Linked DNA regions of Mus musculus: regions 1 and 3 are each linked to region 2. The links are chromatin contacts, called in public HiChIP or PLAC-seq and promoter capture Hi-C maps. All regions are on one chromosome and are shown on one strand. The core of a region is the stretch at or near the end of the contact, and the rest is flanking DNA. Distances in the headings are between cores, read along the strand shown.

Region 1 (4,870 bases), core at 153-2,652, 350 kb before region 2:
ACGCCTTTAATCCCAGCACTTGGGAGGCAGAGGCAGGCGGATCTGTGAGTTTGAGACCAGTCTGGTCTACAGGGACAGGGCTACACAGAGAAACCCCGTCTCAACAAAACAGAGACAGAGTTATAAAAACAAAGAAGAGAGGAAAGGAAGAACTGGGATGGATGCCAGAAGGGCGGCAGTTAGGGCCCGAGCTGGGACGGTGGCAGAGGTTACCCACCAGTGACTTTGAGTTTACTGGTCCTTCCTCTCCTCCCAGGAACCAGGACAGAAAGCAGTGACTTCAGAGGAAGCGTCCACAGCATCTCCCAGAAGCTCATCTGGCTTTGTGGGCCTCCCCTTTCTCCCAGAACCCCAGGCACCACTTCGGAAATCCCTGTCCCCAAACAAGACCCCTCCCCAGCCTCAGACCCTCCCGACCCCTCCCACTGCCGCCCCCCTCCCCCAATAAAGGAACCAAAAGTGGACACAAATATGAATCTTAAATTATTATTATTTCTTCCTGTCACTTACACCCGAGGCAGGGGCAGGGGTAGATGAAGGGAATGGGGGAGGGGAATGCGTTCCCCCACTAAGGCACTGAGTGGGGAAGCCACAAGGAGAGAGAGTGGAGGCCACTGTCTCCACTCTCTGGGACTAAGCCCCAGGTTTCTCCAGCCCTGGGCTCCCCTATCACCTGAAATGCTAAGATGAGGCCCAGGGTACCTGACCTCCCTCCTAATATATTACATCATCACTTTTTAAATAGATACAGGGACTGGTCCCGCCACCCCTCCCTGTGTGGCCCTTCCCCACTGTTGGGGGTACCTGGGCAGCTGTGCAAATGGGCATGGAGGTGCATGGGGAGAGGAGAGCACCGGGCCCCTGAACCTGCCCCTTTCCAGGAGGGGGAAGGGCCACTAGGCCAAAGGGGTAAATAGTGCAAGGCAGAGCCCAGGCCGCAATGGGGGTCCAGCACCCAGCGAGGAAGGGGTGGGGTGAAGACTCTTCCCCACCCCAGGAAAACTGATAGTTAAAAATGTGAAATTGGATTTCAACAAGACCATCAGAAGAGGCTATGTACAGAACGGGGGTGGACTCAGTCCTAAGAGTGCCAGGCAAGGTCTGAGGAAAGGTTCCCTTACCTCTGGGTCTGCTCCGCAGCTCACTTTTCCCAGGGGCAAGTGAGTTGCCTTGCCTAGCCACCATGTTGGCAAGGGGGCACCCGTTCACAGGCCTAGATGGCTGGGTGTGACCCTAGCTCATGAAAAGTGGTCGCTGGGGGGTGGGGTTGGGGGGTAGCGCTCGCCCTTACAGGGCATGGCCACCAGATGGCGCTAGCTTGTCCGCTCCCTACAAGGCTACCTCAACCCCTCACCCCATCCCACACCCAGCGCCCGCCAGCCCGGGGGCGGCGTGAGTCAGGGGCAGCAAGCAGCAGAGGCGGCTCCCGCTTGCACCTGGGCGGGGAGGTAGGGAGGAGAAGAGGGTAAGACGCCCGGCCCGCCCTGCCCTCTGGCCCCAGGGAGGGAGCGCCAGGAACAAGACATTCCCTGCCCCGGGACGCGGGAGGGAAGAGGTGGAGAGCTCCCTTAGCTGGGCGGAGACCTTCTGCTACCCCCAGGGGCGGGCGAGCCAATCAGGCCACCCTGCCCTCCTCTTCTCCAGGACCCCATGACTCAGCGTTGGAACTGGGTGGAGGGGGACTGGGATGGCTCCGTCCTTACAGGCCCAGTCCCCACCGCCGCCACCCCAGTCTTTCAAGCCTCTACCTTGTTTCCCCCCTCTTACCCTTCCTTTGCCACCCCCCTTTGCATAATTTACGGCCAGGAAAAAGGAACAGAAACCAGGAAGGAGGGGTCTCGGAAGGGAGGGGCAGTCCACCCCTTCACAGCCAAAACCCAGGGGGCATGGGAGTAGAGCAAGGATTTGGTCCTAAGCCCCAGCCTCCTAGAAACCCGCATAGCCGAAGTGGGACCCCACAAATCAGAGATAGATTATTGCTTCAATTCCCCAGTAGTGGCTGGGGACAGGGACCCACCTTTATTGTGTGTGTATATATATGTGTGTGTGTGCAGAGAGTGTGTGTAACACACACACGCGCGTGCACACACACACACATATATATATACACACACAGACAGACAAACAGACATATATTTCATGTTTAACTCCTTGGGTGATCACCCCAATCTAGAGAGCTTGTGCCCCAAAACCTCAGCTTGTAATTGGAATGAAGGCTCTGGGGGGAAGAGGCGTTCGATTCTGATACCAACAAGGTTCAGCACCCCCGACCCCGATACCACTTGTTTTATGTGCTCCCCGTTGCTTGGCGTGGTGTCCCAGGCTGTTCCAGCCTGCCCATTCATCCCTCTTTTAAGAGGACTCCATGGCACCTTCGGCCTGTGGTGTGGTGGGTGTCCCTTCCTCTTCCTCCTCCTCAGGGGGCCCTTGTGTAGTGACTGGGGGTCCCGTGGTGGCCGACTGCTCCCAGAATCGAGCCAGAGAGAGGTGGAAGGTGTCCAGGTGGCCATTGGAAAGGTCGAGGCCAGCAGGGGATGAGGTGGTGGTCGAGGGCGGTGGGTAGTGAGGGGCTGCCACGTCATCCTTGCGGCGCCTTCGGGTGCGCACCTCCAGGCAGTTCTGACCCTTGAGATGGCGCTGCAGGTGGTCCTCCTTGGCGAAGGCCTTGTGGCACAGGTGGCACTCATAGGGCCGGTCCCCGGTGTGCAGGTGCATGTGGTTCTTGAGGTCGTAGCTATGCAGGAAGCGGGCTGGGCAGTGGGGGCACGAGTAGGGGCGTTCTCCTGTGTGCTTCCGCATGTGGATCTTCAGCTTGTCATTCCTAGTACGAGCAGGGGAAAGGGCAGACACTCAGGATTCAGGATAGGATCCCCAGGGCATTTTAGCCACGCCCCCGGGCCTTGACCCACCCTTGTTCCTCACTGCGGTTTCCCCATTGCTGCCCCAGGAGACCCTTTTTGATTAGCCCTTAGCTCAATGGGCCCTGGCACTATGAGCTCCTCTGCTTCCAGTTCAATCTTCTTGGGAACTAGCCCACTCCCGAGCATGCCCTTGTTTGCCTCTTTTGGCCTCCCACCTCATTCTAGGAACCCACCAGAGAGCTGGCCCCCACACCAATCATTGTACAGCCACCCTCAGCCCATTCTGGGCTGTCCCCACCTGGTGCTCACCTGGTGAAGCGGACGCCGCAGACCTCACAGGCAAAGGGCTTCTCACCAGTGTGGGTCCTCATGTGCCGAGGCAGTTTGCCTGCCCCGTGGATTATCTTGTGACAGACTGGGCACTCTTGGGGCATCTGTGAACGGCGTTTACGCACCAGCTTGTCTTGGCCATCCAGGCCTGGTGTCAGGGCGTCCTGGTGCAGCGAACTTAGGTAAGCCATCAGGTCGGGGTCGATGGGATCTTCATCTGAGCCCAGCTCCTCTGGTGATAGCGAGGGCTCATTACTCTGGGCTAGCCCGTAGCCTGGGGGGTATGCCATCTCCTCCTCTTCTTCCTCACCTTCAAAGACTTCATAGTTCAGGGGCCCCTCGGCAGGTGAGGCGGCACCTGTAGGAGGACTATAGCTATCTCCGAGCCCACTGCCCCCACTGTTACCCAATCTACCAACCATCTCTTCTTCTTCGTAGGTCAAGGGATGGGTGAGTACTGTGGGTGCCTCAGGGACCAGATGGTTTGCTCGGGCCCCTTTGGTTTGAAGAAAAGCTTTCCGGGGTTTGCGGCTGCGACGGGCAACAGGTCGAGGTGGCGGTGGCGGCGGCGGTAGGAGGGGCACCTGTGGAGGGCTGTCTTCACCGTTGGGCATTCCTGAGGTTGAGGCTGTGGTGGTGGCAGTGGCAAAAGCCTCCAGGTACTGTCGGGCTCGCTCACAGTCATCCTCATCGGGGCTGGGGGCTTCCAGCCCACTGCCTTGTAGAATCTCCATGCAAGCAGCGATGACACACGGGATTTCCAGTAGCCGAGCAGCTTGGAGTACAGCCGGCATATTGGCGCTGCTGGTGGTCAGTGTGGCTGTGTAAGCAAACTCGAGCAGGGCACCTAGGGCCTCTGGCCCTACAAAGTCCAGCTCACACACACCGGCCCCTGCTCCCCCAGAAGCCGTCCCACCACCCCCTGTTCCCATCACGGTTCCCCCTCCTCCCTCCGTAAAGAGCTTCTTGAAGTAGTGGCTACAGGCAGCCAGCACAGCCCTGTGGGTGCGGTACTCAAGACCCTGCGTCCTGATGGTGAGGTCGCACAGATGGCCCAGCTGGCGCTGCTCGTTCAGGCAGCTCAGGAGCTCGCTGCTGTGGTCTGGGAATGGGATTCCAATCAGGTCATCCTCGGGGCTCCCCATCTTCTCCTGCAGGGTCAAGTAGAGGGTGAGGTTAAGAGAGATGGCACTGACTGCTCTTCCAGAGGCCCTGAGTTCAATTCCCAGCAACCACATGGTGGCTCACAACCATCTGTAATGGGGTCTGGTGCCCTCTTCTGGTGTGTCTGACGAGACCAATGGTGATGTACTCATATATGTAAATTAAATAAATCTTTAAAAGAGCGCGAGTGCTTATTCTGGCCCATACCCTCCCAAACCACCTTTCATGTCATGCACAAGGGAACTGCGGTTCAGACAGACGAAGCAACTGGCTTTCCGGGTGCAGTGCCAAGTGAATAGGGTCACTCGGAGTCAGCAGATCCAGACCACCTTCCTGGTTCTCACATGGCTCTACCCTGCTTCTGCAGGCCCCCCCTTCCTGTGATCCTAGGCAGACTTGCATTTCATTGTTCCCATCCCCTGATCCCTTTAGAAGATGCTCTGGTCTGGGAGGCTAGGTACTGGAGTCCTGGTTTAGGCTTCAAGAAAAACTGACTAAAAGACCCGTGTTTGTCA
Region 2 (5,129 bases), core at 1,821-4,320:
CCTGTAGTGTTGCTGGCCCCTCCCCAACCCAGGTTCCTCCTCAATCTCTGCTCTAGGACAGTAAGAGACAGCATCATGGTACCATTAAATTCTGTTAGGAAGATGGAATAAAAACTACTCAATTAAGAACAGGGAGAAACAGGCAGAGCACGAAGATCTCTTGAGTTTGAGGCCAGCTTGGTCTACAGAGTGGGTTCTAGGACAGCCCATGCTACACAGAGAAACTGTCTTCAAAAAAAAAAAAAAAGAAACCAAAACAACAACAACAAAAAACAAGGAGAAAAAGTAAATTCCATATATTGGCTATTTTATGAATTGTCCATCTGGCAAATTGGCTGTTAGTGAAATCCACCTGTTTTCCAAGAAATGCTGCAGCACTCAGGGCCCAGTCTGTTGTTGCTGACCCCATACAACACTTACTCCACAAGCTAAAGATGGGGCCATTGTCTTGCAGGAGCTAGGACTGAGCAGAGCTCAGGCTGGGACTGGGGGAGAAGAGGAAGGAAAAACAGTGGATGAGAATCCCTTACCTTGAGTCCTAACTCAGAGGGGCCCAGATGTGGGCCAATAGCTGAGTCTCTACTGGCCAGAGCCACCCCAGCAGCTGACCAAGTACTACTCACAGGACTGAGCTTGCATAGGACAAACAGCTTGAGTACCAGACAGGATTTAATACATAGAGCCATAGGGTTTAGAGAGTTATTTTGTGGGCTGCCCATGAAGCTAAATGTGCGTGATGTGCACTCGGAATGGTCTATACAGGACTGTTAGCTGTTGTTCTGACAGTTGTTTTGGCATTGTCGTTAATATTATAACTTTATTATGTAACCACTAACCTTACTGGCATACACGTCTTTTCCTTTCATTTACTGGAGAACTCTGACTCAGTAATAAAAGGATGTCCCTTCTTCTGGAGACCTCTTTTTTGGGGGGAAGGGGGACAGCTACCCAAAACAGTTCTTGCTTTCTAGTAATTTCAAAATTAGAAGCCCTTGGAAGGGAGAGACAGAATTATAAGGGCTCAGAGTCAGTCAGCCTTAGCTGTATATTGGAGGAGTTTTAGGTGACCCTGAACTGTATGAGACCCTGTCTCAAAAACAAAACAAAACCAAAAGCTGGTTGTGGCTATCAACATCTGTAGAACATCTCTCAGGGTCGGTATAGCTAGGTGATACATCATTCTTTTGTCTCCTGAAAGCCTCCCAGATTATTTGAGCAAGTTAGACTGCTGGGGAAGGCCCTGTGAGTTTAGAAAATGAATGTTTCGGGGCTGGAGAGATGGCTCAGTGGTTAAGAGCACTGACTGCTCTTTCAGAGATCTTGAGTTCAATTCCCACCAACTACATGGTGGCTCACAACATCTGTAATGGAATCTGGTGCCCTCTTCTGGGGTGTCTGAAGATAGCTACAGTGTATTCCTATACATAAAATAAATAAATCTTCCTGGCCTGCAAGCGCCAAGGGGGAGGTTGTGATACCTTATTTTAGACACAACTGAGTTAGTTATTTGGGTGGTGACTAAGGAGTAGCCCTCTGAATTGGAACCTGGCAGGAGGCTCCCAAGCTCCTAGGGAAGTAAGCTGCTTGTGACAGGACTGTCACCTGTTTGTTCCCAAGGCCCTCCAGTTGAGGGGAAAACCTGGAAAAGGTAAACAGCCCCAGGTTGCAGTGGAGGTGCCACCTAGTGAGGCTGGGAGAGTTAGGACAGTTATCAAGGGAGCGAGACAAAGTTTAGGAATGAGACTGTCTGCGGGTCCTCAGTGGATCATTAGCCCCCAGAACATTCCTTCCATTTAGAATGCCTTGGACTTGAACCTGTCTTGTGCAATACATGATTGACCTTGGTTTTGCTTGGTTTGGGACAGGAGGTCTTCTTTCAGTATTGTTACATTGTTTCCCATCTGCTGCATTTGGCTGTGGTTTTTACTTCAATTGCTGTGTAATATCCTAAGGTGGGAACATCTGCTTATTTTAGTTTGATTGCTTTCAGTGTTGTGTAGCTTATCCTGCTAAATGCATATAATGGTTAAACCATGGGGTGTGTTTCTAAGTAATGACTTCCTGCAGTGACTGGGGTTGCTCCTTCTTGGTCCTCCTATGTGCTAGTTAATGGTGCCACACTGGTGAGTGGACAAGAACACCTACTCACTGTGACCTTTCCTGAGTTTCCCTGATGGCACAAGATTGAGCTCTTTTCCTGTGTTGATTGCCATTTTTTATCCCCCCCCCCCCAAGTTTCTGTTCCGCAAATTGTTTTACTTAGAGTGCACTATTATCCACTCACCTATGACTGTCTGGGACTCACTGTGCAGGGGATATAGGCGAGAACAGCCCTGCCCACTGGAGTGCCCCCGGGAGCACTGAAGGCAGGCAGCTATACCAAACAGGGAGGACATGATTGGGAGTGACTTTTGAGCCATCCATCTTGCCCAGACTGCTACATGCTGGGGCTTCTACTTACACTGTGTGTGCTGCTGGGTGCTGACGTTGTAGCATACACTAGATGCCCAGACTGCCATATGCTGGCCTACTTGCACCATGTGCTGGGTGCTGACACTGGTACAAACGCATCAGGTACCCAGGGATATGGAAGTGGAATTCCTCTGAAGTCTCAAAAACAAAACAAGGAAAGGGGGAGGAACATTCTAGGCTAAAGAACAGAATACGTGAAGGTAAAGAATTTTATCTACAAAAAGATAGGAAGTTTGGAGCAGCCAACAGGGGGAATGAAGGACAGGCTAGTGGGGACAGGGCATTGGCCAATGGTCACTCTAGGAGTGGACAGACTTGTAAATCTCGCAAGCAGTAGGGATTAAACACGGAAAAGGAACTTCCTCACAGGGCGGAGAGGGCGCTGTTGAGTGAAGCTTTCCAAAATACCGTGAACAAAAATAAGCTTGTCAGTGAAGTAAATAGCTCCCAAGCTCTCAGAGAACGTATATAGTGCCCTGCTAGTGGAGGTGGAGTGGTGAGGAAGGCGGTGGGCGTGGACTACGGCGGCCCAGCCCTTATGGTGGGCAGGATGCTGCTGCTCGGCTACCGGGAGCAAACCCCTCCCTCCTCTTGGCCCAACAGTTGGGCGGGGAAGCCTTTTCAAGGAAACGAAAGTGAACTCTGGGGAGCCAGCCATCTTACGGCCACAGGTGCGGGCCTTGCCGGCACTATGTCTCAAGGGTTCAGGGGACCCACAGGTAAGCCCGCGGGGTCTGCACCCTCATATCTGGCTCGCGTAGTGTGAATTACGAGGGTCACGTTCTCCTTCTCAAGCCGAACTGCCAGCCCTTCTGGGGATTTCTGTTCAGTTAGTTCTTGTAGCTTTGAGCAGTCTCAGGAAGGAGGCTGGTCAGAAGATAGACCAGCGTCTAAGCCAGACAAGGACCCAGGCCGGGGCAGACACCCCTTCTCTTTCTGCTAAGACCCCTGATGCCTTGCTGAGCCGCTATAGCCCAACATGAGCAACTTTTCTCATGATCCTCTTTGCTTTTTCAACTTCCTGAGAAATTTAAATTATCTCAACTAACCAGCAGGGGGAAGTCTTTTGCTTTATGGCCAAGAAGGGTGTCTTTCTGTAGCGCACTGGGTAAGCTTCGTGGAATTCTACTTAGCACTAAAATGAACTTGTGATGTCGTACATGAGCCCCAGCTGCAACGTTCTGAACAGAAAAACCCAGATTCCGAGGATTCATGCTGTGCACAGCACTGGATCTGTCATTCTGGAAAGCAGCGGGGATGGAAACTGACCCTGTGGTGGGATTAGGACTGTTCCTTGCCTTGGTTTGACCATGCTGGTTTGTTTGCTTTTGAGGCAGTTTCTACTTGTCTTGTGTTGCCTTGATTGCCCTTGAGCAAGCCACCAGTCTTTTCTCCCTAGAGCTGGAATTGCAGGCATGTCCCACCCAGGTTTATCCTTCAAAATTTTAAAAAGCTATATGGGATGTACCAATAGCCTCACACTTGATAAGCAAATGCTCTACTACTGTGTGTGTGTGTGTGTGTGTGTGTGTGTGTTGTAATTTGGGGGGTATGATGGTACTCATGAGGCAGAGGCAGGTATTTCTGAGTCCCAGGCCAGCCAAAGCTGTGTAGATGGCCTCAAAAACACAAACCAAAAAAACCCTACTCCAACAACCAACTTTTAATGTTGCAGATGTACAGGCACACTTGTACTTCTTTCTACGACAAAGGACAGCCTCGGAACTGGGCCCTCAGGCTTCCAGGAATTTTTCTTCTTGGTCCCCTATACCCTCAAGTGTCTCACAATTACTGATTTTTATACCACACTGTGTTTTGTTTTGTTTTTCTTGGGTTCTGGAGATTCAGATTCAGGTCCTTAAGATTGTGTGGCAAACGCTTTACTCACTGAGTCATCTCCCCAGCTCTTAATGGTGTGTGTGTGTGTGTGTGTGTGTGTGTGTGTGTGTCTACCTTCCCTCAAAATATTGCAGGCATCTGACTTGAAGGAAAGCACTTTTTACATATACTACAGTATGCACCTATGGATCATAGATGGTAAAGACAAAGGACTTATCTGTTGGTCCTAGAGATGGAAGGCAGGATTAGAATGGTGTTTGAAGAGCCATGTTTGATATTATATGTTAGGATGGTAAGATTGCCAGTCACGACAGAAGGCTGTGGCCCAGCTCCTGTAGCCTTCAGGCGAGTCAGGAAGGCTGTGAGCCACGTCAGAGATAGCACTACATGTTCTGTTTCCTTCTCTGGTCCTACCTCCCCGAAATAACTGAGTAAATTCCTTAGTTTCATTTCTTCTGTGCCTATTCTAGTGTTTGTGCATATATGAACTCACTCTCTCTCTCTCTCTCTCTCTCTCTCTCTCTCTCCCTTCTCTTCCCCCCCCCCCCAAACCAGGTTTTTTCTTTTCAACAGAAGAAAGCTTAACTTACATGTACTCTACCATTTACACTTTTCACATATACAAATTTTTTGTAGTAAAAATGCAAATGTATCCAACACAGATGTTCAGAAATTGTGACTAATGTTCCACAGTGTGAGGCTGTTATAACTTATTCAACTACTTTGTAGCTACGCACATATATTTCCCAGATTTTGTCTGAAAATAGCCATTTAAATCAAGAATGTAGTTAGGGCTGGAGAGATGGCTCAGCAGATAA
Region 3 (4,770 bases), core at 921-3,420, 310 kb before region 2:
TAGAATTAACTGTCTTTGCTTATCTGGAACAGATCCAGTGATTTGCAGGGGCCATCACCAGGATATATGTGGCTTTAAAAAGAGTCCCCTCCAATGACTGACGCCCTCCTCCCTCTACTGCTCTGCTCTGTAATCTCCCTACATTTCACTGACCTGGTTCATGGATCATATAGTGGACCCATCCCTGACTCTGCTGAACGCCGAGGTTCCTCCATTCAGATTCAGACATCAGATGGGTTTTCGGGACCAGCTTGGCTATGTCCTTGGGCAACATGACATGCCTGTAACAGAAACATGGGGATGTGAGTGAGGACTGTGTCAGAGCTGTCAGTCTGCCAGACACTGACCTACATACTGAGAGCGGAGTGTGGCACACGTGCCATGATTCTGGCACTCGGGGATATGGCAGCATGACCGGGAGTTTCAGGCTATCCTGCGCTACAGAGAATCTGTGAAAATAAGTAACTAGCCCAGTGTGGGCACTCCTTTAATCCCCGCACTCAGGAGGCAGAGGCAGGTGGGTCTCAGTTGAGGCCAGCCTGGTCTACAGGGCAAGTTCCAGGACAACCACAGCAGCAGATGAACCCTGTCTCAAAAACACAAAACCAAACAACCACAACCACAACGAAACAACAACAAACAAAAACAAGAAAGAAAGCAAAACCAAAATAAAAACACCATGGGTTTTCACCACTTTCATAAGAGTTATTAAAACCACAAATGAGCAATTTGATGTGTGACTCCTGGGTATGAGATACTGACGATATTTGTTTCTCCTTTGATCACAGGCCTCACAGGCCTCTAGCTGGTTACCTACTCTAGGACTGTGTGGAAAGGCCTTTTACGGAACAGGTATGAAGACAAACATGCAAATGTTCATACTTCTAAGGGATGTGCTATGATACTTGGAAAATCCCAAGCTTTCCCAAACATAAGTTTATGGCAAAAAATTACCTGACTTGACTCAGGCTACCCCAAGTAGATTTACTTTATCATGCTCAGTGAAGATGTACTAAATGCTTCTTCCTTTGTGATAATAACAAGAGCCCCACCCCATTGTTGTCCAAATGTCAGAAAAGAGCTTCCATTCTAACTGTGACTTCGATACACAGAACCAAAAAAAAAAAAAAAAAAAGAAAAAAAAGAAAAAAAAGAAAAAAAAAAAAGAAACCCAAACAAACCCCTCCTTTAAACAAAAATGCCAAGGCTAAGCTGGAGTTACAGCTTCCCAGAGATGAAGCCACTCATTTCTCCAGCCATGCAAATGCTGTAAGTGTAACATTGTTACAGACGTGGAAAACAGCTGAGTACTTTACACTTGAGACAAGGTTCCATCTGTAGTGTGATCTGGGCTGGACCCTATGACAATCCTGCAGCCTCAGCTTCCAGAATGCTGAGATTAAAGATGTGAGCTACCGTACCAGCTTATCTTGCACCTTAACAGAAAACACTTGAAACCTCTATGCGCGCCATGAATGATCAAGTATTTGAAAGGTATCTACCCACGGCCACAGTCTTCATGCCACTCCAAGTCCTGTAAAAGCCTATCTAAAACAAGGCTGACAACTACTCATCTTTTTTATAAACTAAAAACCACCAACACTGAGGCTCTCTTAGAACCGTCCTTTCATCAAGAGCATGAAACTTTCAGTTCTGCACGGGCTACCTTCTTTCTCCCAGCAGACTTTGAGATTTCAGTAACGCGAGCAGTTCCTATTAGGGAAATCGCCACAACAAAGTTGCTTTAGTGATGTGAATTCCCAGAGGTAAAACTGATCAGAGCTACAAGACGCTTCAATTTAACAGCCGGCCAACTCTAAGTTCCCTTTCATTGTTTTACATCCTCCGTCCACCTTTTGCGCATGTGCTTTGCTGCTGTACCCAATCCCACCCCCACCCCACTCCCCGGTAATTCCTTGCGCACGCGCCCGTTCTACACTGTCCCCCGCCCCCATCCCCCGCCTCCCACTCCGGCCTAGGTAACTAACTCCTCGCGTGCTCTCTTTTGTCTGTAGTCCCCGCGCCGGCACTAACCGGTATTCGAACTCCTCGTCGTCGTATTTGTCCGAATAGTAGATTTGTTTGTGGGACATGATTGCTCTGTCCGAGGGCGCTCAGCCCCGCGCCGCAGGCCTCCAGACAACTCCCAGCAGCACGCGCTCCCACCCTCTTTGGCCTCGCTTTCAAACACACCGCCCGCACTTCCTATTGGTCTCTGCGGCCGAAGGCGGGACAGCTCCATTTTGAAGTCCTCGATTGGCTTGCTTTGGCGTCTCTTCAAGTCGTAAATGGAGTGCTGTGCTCAGGTTTCTGAAGAATGAGCTGGGTCAAACTAGGATTCTCATTGGCTCTCACTGCGCCCCTTGAGCCTGCTGGCGCAGCCATTGGCCAACTTTGGAAAGCAGACGGGTAAAGGAGGGACAGCGAGGTAGGGGGTCAGGGGTTAGTGAGGCCGGAAGTGAGTGTAATAAAGTTTGTCTGGGGAGGCCCAGGCTGGGGTGAAAGTTGGGGCGGTGACTTAAGCAGACAGTTGCGTGATCCGGAACCAGATCGGCCCGCGGTGCGGTGCGGAGACTCCATGAGACCCTGGTAAGTCTAGACTTTCTTTCTGTGGCGACCAACTCCTCTTCCACCCCGGAACCCCTCTCCCAGGACCCTACTTCCGGTCTTGCTGTATAAGTCCCGCCCCCGAGACCCCTCTCCGGAAGTCCCACCTTCCTACTTCAAGGGGCTCCCTGAACCCCGACTTGTCTCTTATGATCGCGACCACACCCTGTGGTCTTACTTTCCTGGGAATCGCACCCCCAGACGTGTTTCCCAGCACCATATGATTAGTCTTCCTTGTTCTCTCTCTGAGTCTGCCTCTTCAGGATTCTCGGTTGAACCCAGTCTATCCATTGCCTGGCTTCCAAAAGAGGGAAAACCGTGCTTTTGAAAGACCGATGTGACTTTGTAGAAGTGACGCCTCTTTGGGACCCCGCCCCTTTGGGACCCGCCCCTTCCACTGTCCACGTCCGATCCTGGGAATGTGCCGTACTCCCTGTTTAGGGACCTTGTCCCCTCAGGATTCTCCTTCCTCTTGGGCTTGGGTCAGTGCCGCAAAACCCAGGTCTTAAATGCCTGACGTTTCATCCGCTTCTATATCCCTCTCCTTGTTTTAAGCTTTGGGCTTAATTCTCCTGAGCTCTGGTGCTCCATAAGGTGGGGGGTTGAAATTTGTGGTTGTAAGGAGTGAGCTTATTAGCAGCGTCGCCCCTCTCCCCTCTTCGCCCACCCCCGTAACCTTCGAGAGTGAATTAAGTCGAAGGGACTGAATTTCGTTTACAGCTGGAGAGTGGATGAAGGAAAGGAGACTCTTGACTCCTTTGAGACCCCATCCCAAAGACAGCCATAGATGGCACCTTCCCATGCCTGGATTGGACTAAGCATTGGTTTGTGTGAGCCTAACGGGAGTCAAAGTTTTCCTGCTGTCAAAAGAAAAACTGTTTTGGAGACAGGAGTAGAGGTTCTCGTCCTTTCCGCTGTTTTTACAAGACCCCTCCCCCTATCCAGATATTCTAGTTTGGCATTCATCCTGGCCCCACTTGCCTAACCTTCCCTGCTGGAAACATTCCTGAGGCTTTCGCCATTTCCTGCTATTTCCTGCCCCTCCAGCTTCCTCCCTGCTGTGCCGAGGTGTTTAACGCGGCTTTTCTCCTGCCCTTACTACCTAGCCTTGGGTGCAGGAGGCAATCTCTAAGCAAACTTAAAGGCTCGTGTTGACTTTTTCTTCCAAATGCGGGCACCTCTTGCTCATCCCTGGCCTTCCGATATGAAAGCTCCCAGGAAGAGCCATCTCTCAAGATGACACCATGGTGTGTTTGTGTGATTGGGAGTGTAAGAGCTGAGGTCTTAGCAAACAGAATGACAGAATTTCTTTTCAGGAAGAGATGTGGTATTCAGTAACAGCTTTCCTGGGATGGGGACTAAGCACAGGGGAGAGAATGAAGGGTGGTATTTAAACTGCTTTAAGTGCTGCTGAAGAGGTCTGAAGGTAGACACTTTGAGCAACCTCCGCAGCCACAGCAGCGGTTAGGCAAGTGGAGGCAAACCCCGGTGATTGGTTCTCTGTAAGTTCCAGGCCATCCTGGTCAGCCTGGTCTACAAAGCAAGTTCCAGGGCAGTCAGTGTTGTTACATAGACAAACCCTATCTTGAAAAAACAAATAAGCAAAAAGTATCTTTTATTTCTTGTATTTGGTTTTTTTTTTTTTTTTTTTTTGGTTTTCGAGACAGGGTTTCTCTGTATAGCCCTGGCTGTCCTGGAACTCACTTTGTAGACCAGGCTGGCCTCGAACTCAGAAATCCACCTGCCTCTGCTGGGATTAAAAGGGTGCACCACCACACCCAGCTACTTTTTTTTTTTTTTTTTTAAGGGAATAAAGCGATAGTTTATTCTGGAGCTATTTTGATTGGTCACTTTCTTTAAGTTCCTGAATGGCCTTAAGCAGAGCTGTGGCAGGAAACTGTGGGCAAAGAAATATGGGTTTGGTATTATTATGCACTTATGGCCAGACTCCAACTTCTAATATCCCTTTCTCCTTCCTGTCTTTATTAACACAGATTTGTTTATGACCCTATTATCCCTTTGTGGCTTGTAGGCACCAGTTCTGTTTCTTTCCCCTACCTCCAAGGCCAACTCCTCCACTAGCCTGAGGTACACTGTCAGGTGGTTTACTGCCTGTAAGGAGTAACAATATATCTGTAGGTCCGAGGGGTGGCTGCATGTCTC

The links. Promoter capture Hi-C pulls out the DNA fragments that hold promoters and counts their contacts. HiChIP or PLAC-seq counts read pairs in DNA pulled down with a chosen protein or histone mark.
Region 1: a contact with region 2 is called in an H3K4me3 HiChIP or PLAC-seq map of embryonic basal ganglia, with 4 times the contacts expected there. The contact joins the enhancer-like site here to the promoter of Adar in region 2. A contact is called at or near these places in 1 of 484 Hi-C or Micro-C datasets (the G1E-ER4 cell line), 9 of 115 datasets of contacts at active chromatin or transcription factors (craniofacial prominence, embryonic basal ganglia, embryonic forebrain and 6 more) and 3 of 9 other capture datasets (adipose tissue, liver and pancreatic islet).
Region 3: a contact with region 2 is called in a promoter capture Hi-C map of pre-B cells, with 2.7 times the contacts expected there. The contact joins the promoter of Cks1b here to the promoter of Adar in region 2. A contact is called at or near these places in 16 of 39 promoter capture datasets (the 3T3-L1 cell line, 3T3-L1-derived adipocytes, the C10 cell line and 11 more), 1 of 484 Hi-C or Micro-C datasets (muscle stem cells), 14 of 115 datasets of contacts at active chromatin or transcription factors (the 230-238 cell line, PVALB interneurons, the SCID.adh cell line and 11 more) and 4 of 9 other capture datasets (adipose tissue, liver, macrophages and 1 more).

What each region holds. Positions count from the first base shown.
Region 1 is chr3:89,377,174-89,382,043 of GRCm38.p6, forward strand. It overlaps Dcst2 (DC-STAMP domain containing 2), which reads left to right. Exons shown (of 15, transcript NM_001370853.1): 15 at 257-470. The coding sequence ends at 278. Zbtb7b (zinc finger and BTB domain containing 7B) reads right to left here. Exons shown (of 3, transcript NM_009565.5): 2 at 3,171-4,342; 3 at 471-2,821. The coding sequence starts at 4,336. The coding sequence ends at 2,353. Among named protein-coding and RNA genes, the nearest start is that of Gm15417, 12 kb to the right of the region's middle. Within about 2 kb of position 1,403, at least 281 of the 459 cell types and tissues checked have an H3K27ac peak or open chromatin away from gene starts, as enhancers often do. A contact at or near this core is called in the G1E-ER4 cell line, adipose tissue, embryonic basal ganglia and 5 more, where this site is marked.
Region 2 is chr3:89,727,648-89,732,776 of GRCm38.p6, forward strand. It overlaps Adar (adenosine deaminase, RNA-specific), which reads left to right and starts at 3,071. Exons shown (of 15, transcript NM_001146296.1): 1 at 3,071-3,191. The coding sequence starts at 3,164.
Region 3 is chr3:89,416,121-89,420,890 of GRCm38.p6, forward strand. It overlaps Cks1b (CDC28 protein kinase 1b), which reads right to left and starts at 2,171. Exons shown (of 3, transcript NM_016904.1): 1 at 2,035-2,171; 2 at 154-281. The coding sequence starts at 2,093. It also overlaps a transcript of Shc1 not described here.